2 separate regions of the Arachis hypogaea genome follow, and region 2 is linked to region 1. The links are chromatin contacts, called in public Hi-C maps. All regions are on one chromosome and are shown on one strand. Each heading gives the region's core, a stretch centred on a gene start, on an enhancer-like site or on the middle of the called end of the contact. The rest is flanking DNA. Distances are from core to core; before and after follow the strand shown. Region 1 holds the start of LOC112764747 (protein SICKLE). Region 2 holds the start of LOC112763184 (protein NETWORKED 2A-like).

The links. A called contact is a pair of places that touch in the nucleus more often than the background predicts.
Region 2: a Hi-C map of an unstated tissue shows a contact between it and region 1, with 4 times the contacts expected there. The contact joins the promoter of LOC112763184 here to the promoter of LOC112764747 in region 1. A contact is called at or near these places in 3 of 8 Hi-C or Micro-C datasets (leaf and an unstated tissue).

Annotation. Positions count from the first base shown.
Region 1 is chr17:39,502,955-39,505,654 of arahy.Tifrunner.gnm2.J5K5, reverse strand. LOC112764747 (protein SICKLE) reads right to left here and starts at 1,412. Exons shown (of 3, transcript XM_072222776.1): 1 at 935-1,412.
Region 2 is chr17:39,753,394-39,756,136 of arahy.Tifrunner.gnm2.J5K5, reverse strand. It overlaps LOC112763184 (protein NETWORKED 2A-like), which reads left to right and starts at 1,400. Exons shown (of 3, transcript XM_029294273.2): 1 at 1,400-2,743. The coding sequence starts at 1,414.

The DNA.
Region 1 (2,700 bases), core at 163-2,662:
GTACCCTAGATTAGAACATGGCTAATCGGAACCGACTACTAGATCGGTCCAGTTCAAAAAATTCAAAAAATTTCAAAAAATTCGGTCAATCATCAGCTAATCAGCAAGGTTGCGAAAACCAGACCAATCAATAAACCGGTAAAATTACTGGTTTAATGGTTTGAACTCCAGAGTTCAACCGATTTAATTAAATATTAAATAAAATTATTAAAAAATTTATATATAATTTTGAATAAATTCAATAATTTTTACCTTAATAAAATTCAAAATTTCACAATTTTATACCATAAATTATTCATAATTTAATATTAGAAGTTCACAAATGACTTCAAACATCGAAGTTTATAACAAAAAACAACCAAAACGCAAATAATAACAAACACATAATGTTCTATCACAAGAAACATTAACAAACAAGTTTTCAACTAATAAAGGTATCTTATCAAAAATCATAATTATTATTTATTTGTTATTTCTGATGTATGTAATGATTGATGTTGCAATAAAAGGTAAATCGAATCAAAGCACGAAACAACATATGCAAAGAAAAGAAACAATGACAAGGAAAAAGAAAAAGACACCAAATGGTGAAATTGAGTAATAGAAACAGGTCTGTGTTGGAGATGAAAGGGAAATACCACAAAACATGAATAAGTGAATGAAATGAACTAGAATACAAACGGACAACAACACCAACAACAAATTTGGACAGCTAAAACACCAAAATTAAGAATAATTAAGGTTCAACACAATGGCCTCAGAAGCCATATCTCCCCCCAAACCAAATCACTATTCAACACAAAGAAAATCAGAAATAACAAATAAATGATAAATCAGCAGACAATAATCTCAGAAAATCCAATTAATCAAGTGCTAAATGCCTAAACATTAAACCAGCAAGCAGACACCGAGGAGATGGCTATTCAGTGCTTACCGATTAACACAGAGAAGGCGAGGTCGGCGAGGAGGAACGCGAGCGATGGAGGACGCGACACCGGCGAATAGCCGAACAGAGAAGGCGAGGTCGGCGATTACAGAGACGCGGTGGGGCGGTGGGGCTCAGTGCTCAAAACTGTCATTGCGGTGGCTTCTATGGTTCACTTTCAGTCTTCAGAGAAGAGAGGAGAGGAGATGGGTGTACCGTTTACGCTTACGGGGAGGATAACATGAAAGGTGAGCAACGGCGACGACAGAGGACGCGACATCGGCGAACACACAGAAGGGGAGCTCGGCGATGTGCGACACGGTGGGGGCTGTGGTGGCGGCGGGATGCGGTGGCAGCGGGATGTTGGTGGCTTCTATGGATCTCAAAGAAGAGAAGAGAGATGAGTTTGGGAAGAAGATGGGTTACGGGGATTGATTTAGGGAATTAAGGTTCAGTAACTTCAGTTTTGCTTTTGCCGTTTTTCCCCTTTTTTTTTTAAACAAAACGGAGTCGTTTGGGAGATTTATTGTCGAACCAAACCCGCCAAAAAATCGAATGGTTCTGTCAGTTTACCGGTTAACTGTCGGTTCAATCGGTTCTGTGACCGATTTTTTGTCAGGCAGTTTATAGACTTATCCGAACCGACTAGGTAATCGATTTCCGGTTAACCTGGTTGAACTGGTCGGTCCGATTCGGTTTTTAAAACCATACTAATCAGTCAAATTGGTCTGATTTTTAGTAGGTACTAGTTTTAAGACTCGTGCCAAGCACGAGGACATAGCATCAGCGACTTTGTAGGCTTGTACCGTGAATCAAAAGAGGATGATGTGATGAAAGTAACCAATAAAATGATCGTAACCAGGAAATACAGATTTAAGAAAATTTGATCAAAATAACACTTTGGAAGCAAGACATAATAGCTGAACAATGAATATTACAGTAATGGCTGAATGGCAGGGAGTAAATTGACAAAAACCTTTCTGTATACAATATTAGGAGTATGATTTGAGGTCTTTTCATAAAAATTAACAACTAATATTTTGAGACCAGACATACTATTGACTCGAGAGAGTGCAACATAAAGCTAACTATGTGTGAAAACAAACCTTAGAAGATATACATCAACAGTTGAGAGTGTCTGTTCTTAAGACTTATTTATGGTCATTGCAAAGCAAAGGATAATTGAAAACTGCCTTTGAATAAACCTGATAGATAAGGTCTCATTATTAGGAATTATGTTCATCCTTGAAATAAAAACAACTTGATCAAAAACAACTTGATCAACGTTACGTCCTACTAAGAATATAAATTAAATTATTGTAAAATAGTTGATAATATATATATATATAATATTTAATATGTAATTTATTAAGAGTTAATTTATTTTTTAATTCTTTTTTAAAAATATAGTATGAGAAAATGATAATTTTATTTGTTTAGTTAAACAATTATTTGTATTTTTTATTATGTAATTAATTTAATTAATAATTTTTATTATTATTTGCCTACTCAAAAAAATATATCAGCTTATATCGTTCTTATATTTAAACTGAGGTCAATTATTTTAATTTTAATTTTTATTTTAAACTTTACATTTTAATTGGTGAACTCTAAACTTGATAAGATTAAGCTAACCACAGTAAACATTAATCATATAGCAACTTTTTATTTTATTATATGCAATTCATCACTTATATTCTATAAATATTATGATTATTGGTGCACTCTAAAAATATACTAATTTAAATATTGAGATTAATTAACCTATCAGTTAT
Region 2 (2,743 bases), core at 151-2,650, 250 kb before region 1:
TTTTAAATTTCTCATCTGGCTTAATTAGCATCTCTCCAACATTTGAGCACTTAAAGGGTGGTAACACATTACACGTATGCTAGTGGCAAAGTATCCTCCTCCTCTCCTTGTGTAATCACACTAAAGGACATTTTCGTCATACACATTTAATTTCACTTTTCTCCATATTTTTTTCCAGTGAGAATCATCACATCTTTTGGTATGTGATTCGGAAAAAAAGAAAAAAAATTGTGTGTAGGCCCTTTTGATTTTGTTTGTGTAACTTCATCGGTTTCAGTAATCTCCATTGACAAATGATTATTTACCTCAATGTAGTGAAAGTGTAAAGGATTGCTACCCTTCAGAAAGAAAAAAATGTTGCAAAGGGCAGCAAGCAATGCATATTCATGGTGGTGGGCCAGCCACATAAGGACAAAACAGTCAAAATGGCTGGATCAAAGCATCCAAGGTATCGTTCTAAGCATGTGTTGTTTCTCAAGAATCATTTTGCACTTTTTTGGTTTCCTTCATCACTCTGTTAGAAACAAAATTATACATACATATATATTACGTTTTGTTTCTCATTAGGTAAACGTAATAGTTTTCAAATTTTCTGGAAACTTTAGGATGTGCGCACAAAATTCTAGTTTCTATTAGTGTCCAAACTTCAGAAATTAAAATTTGGTGCTTAACCTAGTTGCATTCAAATGTGGATGTTTCCTCTTCAATATTTAATATTCACCATTTTCTTAAGAGTATTATTTAGAAATTCAATGATAATGACCGATAAAAGATGATGCAATGAGTATTATTATGCATTAATGGTATTAGAATATGAGTTATTGTTGTTTTTGTAGTTGCATTGATAGTCGTTTACTGCATAACGATACAATATCCAAGCAAATGCTGTGTTTGCAAAAATGGTTTTTGCTGTAGTATTTTTATGCTTTATAATTCCGTAAACTAATGAGAAAGTAACCGGTGCGATGTTGTTTCAAATTCTTTTAAACATTATTCAAATTTTAATCAAAGGGTACGTTTTTTCTTTTCAAATCAAATATTTTAGTGGTAATCTCAAATTTAGTTCCTAAAACTTTCAATGCTCACAAAATAGTTATTGATCGACTTTCGAAATGATCAAATGCTGGATTTATGAATTGTGATCTTCAATCACTAATTCAACTGCTATTAATTCAATGCTAAATGTTAAAGTGCTACAAGTGTTATTATTTGGATTCATGTTAATCTCTTCACTAATATAAAATCAATTAACCAATTAAGGAGATTCAAGATTTGTAAATTGACCAATTTGATCATTTCTAAAAGTCCAAAGTGTGTTGGTAAGCGCAGGAGATCTTACTTTGTAACAAAGTAAAGTTACTCTAGTTTATCTGAGAATAATCAAATTTAAACCTAAGAACATTTAACACAGATATGGAGGAGAGGGTATTTGATACCCTCAGAACCCTGCAAGATGAAGGGGACTCGTTTGCGACGAGGGCAGAAATGTATTACAAGAAGCGGCCGGAGCTGGTGAGTTTTGTAGAAGAAAGCTTCCGATCATACAGAGCCTTAGCAGAGCGGTATGATAAACTTTCAAAGGACCTTCAAAGTGCGAACCGCACTATTGCAAGTGTGTTCCCAGATCAAGTTCATTATAGGACTGAAGAAGAAGAAGAAGACGACGATGATGAAGAAGAAGAAGAGAAAGGATCAAATGATGCATTATCACCAAAATCTAACAATGGAAGAAGCACTAATAATAATAATAACAATGAAGCATTGATACCTAAAGTTCCAAATATCCCAAAGAAGGGTTGTTTCAGAAGTCCATCCATGTTGCTCTCGAGAAAAGGATCACTGCCAAAGAGGACTACAAGCCCTTCCGGAAAAGATTTCAAAGTTTCAGGTTCCGGTTTGTCGAAGGAACAAGCACTCGGTGAAATTGACAAGCTTCAGAAAGATATTTTGACACTTCAGACTGAGAAAGAGTTTGTTAGGAGTTTGTATGAGCGCGCCTATACACAGTATTGGGAAATCGAGGATCGGATCACGGCAATGCAAAAAAGTGTCAGCAGATTGCAAGATGAGTATGGTGTTGGAACCGTCATCGAAGACAACGAAGCTCGAACTTTAATGGCGGCCACTGCTCTAAAGTCTTGTCAAGTTACTTTAGCTAAGTTGCAGGAGATTCAAGCACAATCATCCGAAGAAGCTAGAGTTGAGTTTGAAAGAGTTAAGGAAGCTCATGAGATGTTTGAGTCTCTTAGAGACAAATTCATCTCTAAATATATGAACCAAGATGAATCCAAGATTGTAACACCAGTAAGTCCAGTAGAAGAAGAAAAGGACATGGATGATGCCGAGATTCAAGCGAAAGTTAACGAAAATAAATTGGAGGAAGATTCAAGTGAAGTCATCACTGTGACTGAAATGGCCGATAAGATTAATCAGCTTGTCAGTAAGGTTGTTACATTGGAAACCACCGTTTCGTCTCAAACAGGTTTGGTGCAGAGATTGAGATCAGAAACAGATGAACTTCAGACAAATATAAAGAAGTTGGAAGAGGAGAAGGATGGTTTGATAGAAGGTTCGGAAGTTACAAACCAAAAGCTGAAAGAAGTGGAGGAAGAATTGAGGAGAGTAAAGCTTTTGAACCGAAGCGTCCGAAGCCAAGACAATACAATCAAAGCACACTTCGTTGAGGCTAGTTATGACATTAAACACCTTTCTGAAAAACTGAATAACATGAAGCCAGATGTGG